Regions from separate parts of the Hordeum vulgare genome. Here region 1 is linked to region 2. The links are chromatin contacts, called in public Hi-C maps. All regions are on one chromosome and are shown on one strand. Each heading gives the region's core, a stretch centred on a gene start, on an enhancer-like site or on the middle of the called end of the contact. The rest is flanking DNA. Distances are from core to core; before and after follow the strand shown.

Region 1 (6,541 bases), core at 2,234-4,733, 120 kb after region 2:
AATGAATACCTCTGTTTCTAAAAGTCACGACTTTTTTTTTCACTTCGGTTTAGAAAGAAGAGGTAGAGGTCTCTTTCTCAAATAATACACGGGAAAACGGCATTCAGAATATTACAGTTTATAAAAGTAGCTAACAATCTTGCATCTTGAGAAGATTTACGGCGTTGTCAATTTGATACCATCTTGAGAAGATTTACCTTGTTGTCACCCACTCTCACGACTTTCTATCAACATTGCATAGATGCTGCCTAAATTTTGGTTATTCAGGAATCTGAGCAATGTATTGTGTCCACATGTTTGTAGTCATTTTACATCGGTCGCAGATCTATGTTGTCATCCTTGTTTTTTATGGTGTCACCCTCATTTTTTCACCCAGAAAAAGTGTCACGTCCTTTTGTCTTAACTTCTCAGAACATCGAGATTTTTGATCGGTTGCTTTACAACATTGCATTGATGCTGCCTAATTTTTTGTTGTTCCGGAATCTGAGCTATGTCATGTGTCCATATGATTGTGGCCACTTTGCATCGGTTGCAAGCCTATGGTGCCACTCTCGTTTCTCTGCCCAAAGGACGTATCGTGTCCTCATGTCTTAACTTCTCAAAGTGTCAAGACCATTGCTCGGTAGCTTTCCATCAACATTGCATTGTTGCTGCCTAAATTCGGGATCGGGTAGGGATGATAATGGGTATCCATTACCCACGTACCCTACGGGTAAAAAACCTATTAGGGTAAGGGTACGAGACAAAAATTTACCCATGTGTATATAAATAGGAAAATCTGAGACCCGTTGGGTAGAGCGGGTATGGGTATGGAATCATATAACCCATACCCATATACCCATGTACCCATATAAAATCTATGTAAACTCAAAATTATCTCTATAATCTACACGATGTCAATAATTTATGAATTGAAAGTGTATGTCTATGTGTTGTTGTTTATGACTATATGATGTTATTTTATAAGTATGTGTTGTAGTTATAATCTATTTTTGTAAACTATATGATACAATGCAGTTTATAACTATAAAATTTCTAAACTGATGTTTTGCAAATATGGGTAATTTTACCCGCGGGTACCCGTCTGCCCTGTCGGGTAACGGGTATGGGGAAAAAAAATCCCTGTTGACGGGTATGGGTAAGGGTAATGGGTAATATCATACGGGGCGGGTAAGGGTATGAGGAGGCTCCACCCGTCCAATACCCTCCGGATGTCATCCCTAGATCGGGTTGGTTTAGTTTTCTGGTGTATTCGTCCGGCTAGCTTTCATTGTCTTCGGAGTTTCTACATACCATTACCTGAGTTTTCTTTTCCAGGGTGGCGATATGCTTCTAGAATCACGGTGCCAAACTCTGTACCGATGAGTAATTGGCTGCTACTTCTACAAGCTCCTTGGAATATAAAGTTTGCTCCGTCAAGGAGGAGGCCCAGAGGTGGCAGTGAGCTATGCACATTGTGCACCGTCGGTGGATTCAGGAGAAAGAAGACTTCTTCATCCCACAGGATTCGAATGTATTTTTTTTATATGGATGTATTTGTTAGGACGAGTGATGTTTAATATATCACTTTAGGCCCTTTAAAAAATTGATTTTCAATTCTTAAATTCTATATGGGGGCTCCTATGTGTTGCATTTTGCATCAAATGGTTGCGCGACGCACAACGAGGCAACGAAGTTGCCCAGACTAAAATTGGGAGCACACCATGCAAAATTCCAAAATATCATGCACTCGCTTGAGTTCGAACACATGACCTCACCTACGAGCAAGCTGCTAACAAGCGGGGCTGAACATATTTGCTGACTAATAGGTAGCGCGGGGTGCATTCGATCAAACCTTTTATGAAAATTTAGATGCCATTTTTTCTTTAGAAAGTGAATATTTTTTGAAACACAGAAGTTTCAAAATTATTGAACAAAATTTTTGAAACGTCTACTTGAAGTTTCAAAATTATTGAACCAAAATTTTGAAACGTCTACTTTTTTTATCGAGCATAATTTCAAAAATGGGCATGTTTTCTGAAATTCTGATATATTTTTGAATATGTGATACATTTTGTAAATTAATGGTGAATAATAAATGAAAACTCTAATATTTTTAAAATTTTGAAATCACAAACTATTCGTGAATCTATGAACATTTTTTGGAAAAAGTCAATGGTTTCTGAGTTATTATTTTGAAAAGATATAAACGTTTTTCAAAAATACTAACATTTTTTAGATTTCCTCAACAATTTCGAAAACAAGAACATTTTGAAATTTGCGAACCAAAAAATGAAAATGGAACACTTGTTAAACGTGAATATATTTTGAATCTGTATGTTTTTTTGATAAATGGGAACTATTTTTTAATTTATGAATAAAAATTGAAAAAGGAAACATTTTTTAAAACTCCAAAGAATTTTCAGAACCAAAAAACAGTTTCTGAAATTTCATATTATTTGAATTTCTCTAACATATTTTAAAATTAAAATCAAACAAGAAACAAAGAAAAAAAGTACTCCCTCTGTCCTAAAATAAGTGTCTTGAGCTTAGTACAATTTTATACTAGAGTAGTACAAAGTTGAGACAATTATTTTGAGACAGAGGGAGTATTAAACTAAAAAAAACCTGGTTTAGAGATCTTTTAGAAGGTTCCCAAAGTTGATAAAACCGGCTGGGAAGAAAGTTTCCAAAACGGGAACTGTGCGGCTACACGTATAATGGAAGATGGGCCAACCGAATTGATAACATGTTTGTGCGATTGGTCGACCCTCTAACACAAAAAAACGTCAAATAGGGTCTTTCCATTCTATAAAAAATGTTACTGATGTATAGAAAAATATACAATGTATACAAATAATATATACATGTGGTCAAAAAAAGAAAAAGAAAGTATTGAAAAACTGTAGAAACTTGGTGAAAACTAAAAGAATGAAAACCCAAAGAAAACAGTGAAAAACCCCGATAAAAATCAGAGAGAGAGAAAAAAAAACTCACGCCGCTGCTACAAAACTGGATCGGCTGTGTTGCGCCATGAGACGAGCTAGAGCTACGTGTCATAACATGCGAGAAATAGCCCTATCGTGTCATAATAGACGAGAAATAACGTGCTACTTGTAAGCTTTTTTTTTAGCATAATATTCCCTCCAATAAAAAATATAAAAGCGTATACGTAGATCACTAGCAATGATCTACTCCCTCCGTTTCTAAATATAAGTCTTTTAAGAGATTTCACTAGGTGACTACATACGAAGCAAAATGAGTGAATATATACTCTAAAGTATGTCTACATACATCCGTATATAGTTCTTTAGTAGAATCTCTAGAAAGACTTATATTTAGGAACGAAGGGAGTAATAAACACTCTTGTATTTCTTTACAGAGGTAGGAATTTACTTCTTGCAAGCCCGCATATATACAAGTGACCAAAGTATACCAATCGATACAAGGACTGAAATTAAGCCCAGCCCATGTAGACGGATTTGTACAATAAGGCCCAACCTGATGAAGCCCATCTCCTGCATACTGCAGTCCCCCAAGAAAAATATCTCCCCGTCGCTCGCATCCAACGACCTCTCTCTGTTCGCTACCGAGCCCCCTTCGCCTATCTGCAGCTGTACATCCACACAAGACGAGCCCCCAAACCCAAAACCCTACCACGCCTCCGCGCCCATGGCCCCTCCCTCGCCGCGCCCCTCCGCCGCCGCTCCCTCCGGAGCGCCGGTCGACGCGCTCTTCCTCCAGAACCTGATGAGCCGCGTCCAGCTCCGCCCGCCCTTCCTGGACACCAACTCCTTCCTCACCCAGGACCTCGACGACTTCCTCCTCAACGAGATCGCCGCGCTCTCCGCCGCGGCGGGCGAGTCCGACGACGATGACGACGACCAAGAAGAAGGGGAGGACGGCGGCCTCTCCGATGGGGAGGGCTCCGCGGAGGCCAGGCGGCGCCGGATGCTCTCGCGGGAGGAGACCAAGCTGGAGAAGGAGATCGTCAGGATGGTGCTCGCCGGCGACGGGGACGCCCTCAAGCCCAACTCGGGCCAGTCCGTCGCCGTCGGCGACCACCACGTCTGCGTCGGCTTCCACGACGAGGCCGGCGGGGAGTACCGCGTGTGGGAGTGGCACGGCCACGTCATGCTCTTTGACGACGAGGACGGCTACTCCGCCGAGTACATCTACGGGAACCACTTCGAGCCGCTCGCTGCCGCCACTGCCAGGGCCAAGCAGAAGGACAAGGAGAAGAGAGAGAAAGACCTCACCTCGGGCCTCCGGGATTTGATTGTGGGTGATGGGGACGGTGGCAATGGCTTGAGTTTGAATGGCAATGGCGGAGGCCCCAGGGTGGTCCGCAGGAACGTCGTAAGTGCCCCTGCAGCAGCGCCTGCAAGGTAATCCTTTCTAGCAGTTTGCACCGGGGGCTGCTATGCTCGGAGTGAATGCATCAATACCAGGGGCAGAGCCAATAAAGTTTTAACCTTCTTTTCTCTAATGATTGTTTAAGCAGTCTCTTTTGATCTAAGGAGAAAGGCTCTGTAATTCACTTTTCGCATGATATATGCAATGTGCCCACTGGATTTTGGTTTGGAGTTTTTGTTCAATACTGAAAATATGTGCTGTTTCTTCTTCTCATATGAACCTACTAGGATACAAATTGGAGATAACACATAAGCTTCTGTTAAGTACTTGTCAATTTTTGTTCATACTTACTTCACATCCTCTTTGTTTACTTGTTACTGCTGCAAACCTGTAACTGCATTGGAACCTTTGTATCTTAGGTTAGCGGTGAAACTTTAGTGGTTAGTTAGTACCACCGGGTGATTATGTGTAGGCCTTGAAGAGTGAGGGGCACCTTTTAATTGACTCTCTTGGAGGTAATAATATATTTGGAGTTAATAAAGAGATCAAACTTTAGACCACTTAGGTGAAACACCGTTTAATTGTAGTCCATTTTCGTGTGATGCAAACTGGATTTTCTCTTTGTGACCTTTCTGATACAAACCTTGAACACAATTGATGTAGATGAGCCAGAATGATTTCTTAATCCCCTGCTATTATTCAACCTTTGGGTTTTCTGACTATGTAACTGCACTGGTAATCATTTCCTGAAAAAACTCAGTAGGATTGTTTTTTTTCTTTTTCCTAAAGCCCGAATAATGGATTTGGGTTGCATTTCTTCATCTCATTGCAGTGGCGGCGCCAGGAAATGAAGGCTGGGTATTCATCCAAATTTTTTTTTTGCTCTAAATGTGGTATATGAACCAAACAACACAAAACTAGTAATATATGAACAAAACAACACTATCATAACGGCAATAGTAATATTTCAATGTATCAGACCATAACGCCATAAATACATAAGTACCTTTTGATTGATAAAGTGATGATATCAAAATGAACAGGAGAAGTACAAGTACTAGATGCAGCTACTGTCCGATTCGGTGTGGATAGTTCCTCTGTTTTCCTTGGCTTTGAAGCCTTTTCCCACATTGCAAATATGCTACTGCCAACAATTCCACTCATCTTCATCTACATTAGGAAAACAAGGGGAACATAAATTTAAATACTTGCATCTGTTAAATAAATCGACTACCTGCATCTAGTAAATTAGAGCAAATCAAGAAATTCCCAAATTGAAGGCGGGGGCGGACCGACAGACTTATGTTTCTTTTCCCGGGGGGGGGGGGGGGGGGGTCCGTCTGCTGCTCCCTCCGAGCCGAAGAGTAGGGGCGGCCCGGCGGATTGGAAGAGAGGGTCCGAGGGAAGGGAGAGGGCCGGCCTCATGCATCTCTTACTGAATTGTACTGCACTGGCGCTTCTTGATTTTTGGAGTTACAACTTACAATTGATCCTGAAGATATATGCACCCTTTCTGACTCTTATCTTGTGGGAGGGCTACACTTAATTACTTATGTACAGATATATTAAATGAACTAAATTATATTTGTTGTCCACAGCTTCTGTTATGTTTGACTTTCTTAAGCCTGAGATATATGTACCCTTTTTGATCCTTTTTTTGTGGGAGGGCTATACTTAATCTTCTAGCCTCAGAGGTTTTGCTGCATTTCCCAAAAGCCTGAAGATATATGCGCCCTTTTCTGACTGCTGGCTGTGTTTTGCTTCCAGAGATGTTGAAGTATTGTACATGCATATCTTGTTAGAGGGCTATACTTAAATGAACGAAATTGCCCACAGTCCGTTTAATAAATCTTCAATCAAGATGTAGATAGACAAATGTTTCACGAGCTTGTGCTGAAAATCAAATAGACATGCATCTCTCTTTCATAGTACTGGTCATGAAAATATGCTGCTAAGTGATAACATTTTCAAATCGTTTGGAGCCTCGGACAGGACTTTTTTCTCCCTTTTAAGTCAACTATTTCTGAATTCATTCTGGTTATGAAGGGCCTGATATTTATGGTAGGAGGTGCTGATTGTTATTATTGTAGTGCTCTGGTAATTTTGTCTATCCTTGACTGAGACACCTGAACTCCTATCATTTGACTATTCGAGCTTTCAGTTTTGTTCCGTCACCAAAAATCGACAACAAGGATGTCCTTGCATA
Region 2 (7,123 bases), core at 2,155-4,654:
GCCCCACCCCTTGGGGAAACTCTAAGGGGTCCGGCCTCCTCCACTTACCCATATATATATATATATAATATGGGAGGGAGGGCTGGCCTAGCACCCTTCCCACGCCCTCATGGCAACCCTCCGTCTCTCACGTTGCTCCTCCTTCCTCGTTCTAGTAGTGCTTGGCGAAGCCCTATCGGAGTAGCTCCACCACCACCTCCACCACACCGTCCTACTGTCAGAGAACACATCTACTACTCCGCCCTTGCTCGTTGGATCGAGGAGGCGGAGACGTCATTGAGCTGCACGTGTGCTGAACGCGAAGGCGTCGTCCGTTCGGCGCATGATCGGGCTGAATCCCGACTCGATCGTGAAGACGTAGAACTACACAAACCGTGTTTTAAACGCTTCCGCTTAACGGTCTATAAGGGTACGTAGACACACTCTCCCTCTCGTTGTTATGCATCTTCATGGATACATCTTGCATGTGCGTAGTAATTTTTTTGTTTCCCATGCAATGTTCCCAGTAAGATATTCTGCCACCCAACCAGCATACCCCTAGCCGACCCAAACGCCCGGATTGACCGACAATTCTAATATCTGGCCCAAGTCTGGGGCGGATAGGGGATGCTCGGACGCACTGAGGCACACACCCCACGTAGGCGTGGACCGTTACGGCCCGCGCCTCCCTTACCTATCCCCGCAAATATGCGAGTCCACAAACCCTAGCCTCACTCCTATCTCTCCCTCTCTCCCCCTCTTGCCCGCTTTGCTCCTTTTCAAGTTTGCCACCCTTCTCACCCGCTCGGCTTGTCTTTATTGTCTCTCCGTGTCATGGATTCGACGACCTCTTCGAACAAGGAGGAGCTCGCGCTCTGCATTGTTCTTCGTCACGAATGGACCGGGCGGTAGCTCTTCCTGGTTGGCAATAGGCTCGTTGTAGGTGGACTGCTCCTCGTCTGTCACACACCGCACACGGCCGATGCGCTCCCAGCCATCTCAGGCCAGGTATCACAGTGGACATTGCCACACGACACCGCCATCAACTACCCCTCTGGGTAGCCGATGGGTGCGGGTGTCGGCGACTCCTAACCCACAGTCGTGGTTACAATAGCTGGAGATGGGGCACCTTAATCGAATGGCAATGAGGGCAGTCGTGCAAGTCTCTAAATGCGGTAGATTTGCGCCGGAAGCACAACCTTGCGTCCCCGACAACAACAGGGTGCTACACCTTGCCATATGACGTTCATACACGTCGGCGAAGTCAGACGTCCGCAGTTGGCGGAGTCAGACGCCCGCCGTCGACATCTCAAAAATGTTACGACCCTCCGTTGGGCATTGAAGGAGTCCGAGAAGCTCGCCTGGAAGAAGTCCAAGGCGGCGCATAGAGCCACGCATCCCGTGATGGAGCAGAGTCGTATCGCCTCACGCATGGCATGCGTCCTCACCTCCGTCTCCAACGCGGACAACGACACAATGACGGACGTTGCCCCGCCCGTAGCCGACGTGTATATGGAAGAGCCTAGTCAAGACCGCAAGGCGACGGGGCCTGTACGCAAGTGGTGAACTCCGATCGCCCCTCTGTATGTTCATTTACTTTGTTTAAGTTTACTAAGCTTAAGTTGGATGAACTCGACCATTTTGGTGAACTGCTGCGTTCGATGTCGGATTTTGTATGTTTTGCGTATTCTGTTATTGATCTACGCACGTTGCATGGTTTGTATGACTTTGGTTACCCATTTTAGGCAATCGTCGTTGTATTAAAAAATGTATGAAAAAACCATTGAACATGTATTTAAAAATGTTAATCTTGTATTTGAAAAACATTTATCAACCATTTGCAAAATGTTAAAAATGTGTACAGAAAAAATGATGACCGTGTATCCAAGAAATGTTAACTAGGCATTTGAAAAATCTTAAATGTGTATAAATAAAATGCTTCTCGTATATAAGAAACATACATGCCAGAAAATATACAGTGTGAAAGAAAAAAGTTGATCATGTGTTCCAAAAATGATAATCAAGCATTTGAAAAAATGTTGAACAAGTGTTTGGAAAAATTATTCAAGCTTTTGAAAAGTGTGAAATAATTATAGAAATAGGTTCACCATGTACTAAAAATATGTTAATCTTATATTGGAAAAGCTTTAGTTGAGAAATTCAAAATGTAAAATGTGTATGTAAAAAATGTTGACTATGTATTCAGTAATGTTAATCCTGTATTCGAAAAATGGTAATCAAACATTTAATAAATATTTAAAATGAGTAAAAAAATGTTGGTCATGTGATGTAAAATGTGAAACTTGTATTTAAAAAGTGTTAAAAACATGTATTAGAAAAGTCTTCTTGACATATATGAGAAATGTATGATGAAAACCAAAATAAACAAAGCAAAAACTTTAAAAGCAAAGAAGAAACAAAAGAAACTGAAAAAAAAATGAAACAAACCGAAAACCAAAAGATTAATATAAAAAGTATGGTAAACGATGAAAACCAAGGAAAATAAAAAATCTTCAAAACCCAGAGAAGAAAGCAAAAAAAAAAGGAAAAGAAAATGAGGAAGAAAAGAAAGATATATGTAAACCATGAAATAATCAAAAGGGAAACCAAATAGAACGAGAGAAAAAAACTTCAAGATCAAATCAAAGTATAACAAAGAAAATAGAAAACCAAGAAAATCAAAGAAGAAATAAGAAAACCAAGAACTATAAAGAAAATAAATAACATATCAGCGAACGAGTGACGAAAGGACGAAATGACTAACACGTTATTGGGCCATCCGAAACGCGCATTATGCAAGAACGCTTCAACGAAACGGGTGCTAGTCTCGCCATAAGCATGGCTGGGAGGTCCTATACGGTGCCTGCAGGGCCGTTTAGGCAAACAGACGCCTGCGGCCCTTCTTCTAGTGGGCCGGCCCATGTAAAATATACTGGTCCTTAAATTTTTAAAAAGAGTTCATAAAATTTCAAGATAAATAAGATTTGCGAAAAACTTCAATGATTTTTAAAAAAAGTTCACCAATTTATTAAATATTTTTATGTATTTTCAAAAAGCTCGCAGAATTTGAAAAATATCATTGATTTTCAAAAGAAGTTCATCAATTTTCAAAAATTCAAAAAAATCCACGAATTTTAAATTATATTCACCGATTTTCAAAAAAGATCATCGATTTAATAAAAAATCATTAATTTTCAAAAATGTTCATCGATTTGAAAAAATGTTTACGGGTAAAGCACATACCAGATCTCTAAATGGGCCGGCTATGGTGGATCGCTGCAGGCGCCGGTTAAATAAAATTTACTTTTAACCAACGCGTGTGGCGCTAAATAGGGTTTTCCCTGATATACGGACGCTTAGTGCACGAAATAGGAACCAGGCATGCGCATTTCGTCATGTTGTCCAGCATTCTCACAGGGGTTCATGACTGGGCGATGAACTGGGCTTGTTAAACCTTCTAGAATGCGCCAGGTGTTTTCCCCGTTTTGGGGAGCTACTAGAAGGCCCGTGACTAATTTTTTGTTTCTATTACCTTTTCCCTTTTCCCTTTATTTTTTACTTTATTTTCTTAAATTAAAAAAATAAAGCTCGTGCCTTTCAAAAACTGTTTGTAAGTTTCACAACAAATTTTGCATTTTCATATTTATTCGGGAGTTTCAAAAAAAGTTCCAATTTCTACAAAAATTCCGTCGCTTCATTTTTTTGACATTTTGTAATTCGTTTATGTGTTTATAAAATGTTCACACTTCCAAAAAATGTTCCTGTTTCAAAGATATTTGCAAATTCAAATAATGTTCGCTTTAAAAAAAGGACTTGAAATACAATTTTTCAAATCGTGTTTTAAATATTGTTAGGAGTTTAAAGAATGTTCATGTTTTGGAAATATTGTTCATATATTCTAAAAAGTGTTCATGATTCTCTAACATTGTACACATGGTTTGAGAATATTTGAGTTTAGAAAAACTTGTCCACGATTTTTGAAAAGTGTTCACATTTCATAAAACTTCCATTTTTCCGAACAAAAAACTGATTCTTTATAATCATGAACAATGTTTGAAATCCCGAGTAATTTTAAAGGGCGAGGAATTTCGGAAATTTTAGAACATTTTTTGGAAAATGAACATTTTCTGAAAATACGACCATTTTCCAAAATAGGATATTAATTTTCGAATACATGAAGATTTAATTGAGCTTTTGAACAAAAATGAGGATTGAGAACACTTTTTGCAATTTTTTAACACAAGTTCAAAAACAGAAATAATTTTTGAAAATTCTGATTAATTTTCTAAATTCCCATACATTTAAAAAATCTAAACATTTTTTAAAGGAACTTTCTCAATAAACAAAAAAATATGGATGGATCATGTTTTGTTTGGCTCTTATAAATTTGCGCAGCCATATAGTCACCTGCTCTATAGCCGAATGTCTCATGTCCAATTGGGTGCTTGATCGATTCATCTTGAATTATATTCGCTACAATGCTCGACTGCTCCGTCATACGCATCCCGCTCACTTCGGTTGTGGTACAATGGGCCGGCCTTGTCGAGTTGCATGTGTGTTCGTTGTACATTCTGCCATAATAAGCAACATATAGAAGCTTCCGTGATTAGAAGTCATCTTTGCTTCCTTTTCGCGTGCGTCTATCAGAGCATCATCCAATCAGTCTCTTAGTGATCGAATGCAAGAGTGGACCAACTAGTTCACGTTAGCCATTAAGAGCTCCATGTATGTGTCACTACAAGGAATATGCTAGTACACGACGCTATTTTTTCGTCGCTACATCGTCACGGTTTTTCATTTACGACGATCGCACGACGAAAAACCAAGCGTCGAAAAGGGAGCGTCAGAAATGAACAGCAACGACGTTTTGGTCAAAATCATCGTAACTTTACGACGATTCCTGGATTGTCGTAACCTTTACGACGATCCTAAATCATCGCTGACAATCAAACTCAGTCCTACGTGGCAGTTCTACGTGGCAAAATTACGATGAAATCAAAACGTCATGGCTGAAATCAGCCCAACCCATTTCAATTGATCACATGGGCTCGTTTTATTTTTTTTGGCTATTCTTATTGGGCTTCTTTTGGGCCTTGGCCTATTTTCAGCCACTTTAGTTTTTTTTCGAATTTTTTTTGGGCCCTCGCCTTTTAGTGCCCAAATACATTTGGTCCAGTTTCATTTTTGGCCTTTTTTCATTTTTGAATTCAGCAACTTTTTGTTCCAAAACTTGGTTTAATTTCTATTTGTTGGGCCTTTTCAACCCAATTATTTGTCCAGTATTAAAGCCAACACTATTTCATATTCAAATCAAGAAATCTCCAAGTAGAATTAAAATTATCCATCATATAACATGACAAAATACATCTCCCAGGTTTACATGACACAATAACTCATCTCAGGAATACATTTCCTAACACACATATAGCAAGAACGGACAACATCCTCCAAATCCTTTTGTCCATCGCCAAGTTGAAGACAGCAGCGGCTCCTGCTAGCGAGCATCTTGCCATCAGAAGGATCGCGACCATCTTGCCATCAGAAGGATCAACTTTTAGTGCCTGCGCCCAACCAAGCAGCATGCATGTGTCAACATATATACTGACTGAAGTTATAATAGCAAATTCTTCCAAGGGATACAATAAAATTGCAAACGGATATAGCAAATAAAGGGCAGACACATAATCGCAGGTACTAAATCATCAAAATAACTCATGAAGATAATATCTACTCAACAGAGGCCTATGCAAGAATTAATACTTCATGTCACTTTTTGTCATTGGAACTTCTACAGCATAATCGCAGGTACTGAATCATCAAAATAACTCATGAAGATAATATCTACTCCACAGAGGCCTATGCAAGAATTAATACTTCATGTCACTTTTTGTCATTGGAACTTCTATAGCAATTCTTCTGTAAAACAGGTTAATTGCTGGTTTTGTGGTTTACACTTCAGACAGTAAGCTACATCCAAGGAGAAGATGATGTTGATACTAGCCATTTAAAAGATTAAACTCTATAAAAGGTGCGTGTGTGCATGTAGAACATTTCCCACTTCAAACTTTTACAAATTAACTTTTAAAAGATCTAGACCGACCAATTCATTCCAGTTTATATGATCATGTACATAATGTTCAGCATAGTCATAACATCCTTACTGAAACTATGCCCTAGAGGCAATAAAAAAATAGTTATTATATTTCCTTGTCCAAGATAATCGTTTATTATCCATGCTAGAATTGTATTGATTGGAAACTCAAATGCATGTGTGGATACATAAACAACACACTGTCCCTAGTAGGCCTCTAATGAACTAGCTCGTTGATCAAAGATGGTCAAGGTTTCCTGACCATAGACATGATTTTCCATTTGACAACGGGGTCACATCATTAGGAGAATGATGTGATGGACAAGACTCAAACTATAAACGTAGTATATAATCGTGTTAGTTTACTGCTACTGTTTTCTGCATGTCAAGTATCTGTTCCTATGACCATGAGATCATGCAACTCCCGGACACCAGAGGAATTCCTTGTGTGTATCAAACGTCACAACATAACAGGGTGACTATAAAGGTGCTATACAGGTATCTCCGTAGGTGTCTATTGGGTTGGTGTGAATCGAGACTCGGATTTGTCACTCCGTATGACGGAGAGGTATCTCTGGGACCGCTCAGTAATACAACATCACAATGAGCTTGCAAGCAATATGACTAAGGAGTTGGTCACGGGATTTTGTATTACGGAACGAGTAAAGAGACTTTCTGGTTGATGTCTACTACACAACCTTCTTATTGTAGACTCGTGTTGGGCCTCCAAGCACAGAGTTTTGTAGGACAATAGCAATTTTTTCTCAGGTGGATGACCTAAGGTTTATCAATTCGTGGGAGGCGTAGGATGAAGATGGTATCTCTCAAGCAACCCTGCAATCAAATAACAAAGAGTCTCTTGTGTCCCCAACAGACCCAATACAATGGTAAATTGTATAGGTGCACTAGTTCGGTGAAGAGATGGTGATACAAGTGTAATATGGAAGGTAGATATAGGTTTTTGTAATCTAAAAATATAAAAACAGCAAGGTAACTATTGATAAAAGTGAGCACAAACGGTATTGCAATGCTTAGAAACAAGGCCTAGGGTTC

What was found. A called contact is a pair of places that touch in the nucleus more often than the background predicts.
Region 1: a Hi-C map of leaf shows a contact between it and region 2, with 2.6 times the contacts expected there. The contact joins the promoter of LOC123450623 here to the enhancer-like site in region 2. A contact is called at or near these places in 3 of 6 Hi-C or Micro-C datasets (leaf and seedling).

What each region holds. Positions count from the first base shown.
Region 1 is chr4H:467,210,549-467,217,089 of MorexV3_pseudomolecules_assembly, forward strand. LOC123450623 reads left to right here and starts at 3,484. Exons shown (of 1, transcript XM_045127781.1): 1 at 3,484-4,565. The coding sequence starts at 3,484. The coding sequence ends at 4,371. LOC123448989 (a long non-coding RNA gene) reads left to right here and starts at 5,685. Exons shown (of 2, transcript XR_006631946.1): 1 at 5,685-6,541.
Region 2 is chr4H:467,092,272-467,099,394 of MorexV3_pseudomolecules_assembly, forward strand. No RefSeq gene overlaps it. Among protein-coding and RNA genes, the nearest start is that of LOC123446631, 110 kb to the right of the region's middle. Within about 2 kb of position 3,405, at least 2 of the 3 cell types and tissues checked have open chromatin away from gene starts, as enhancers often do. A contact at or near this core is called in leaf, where this site is marked.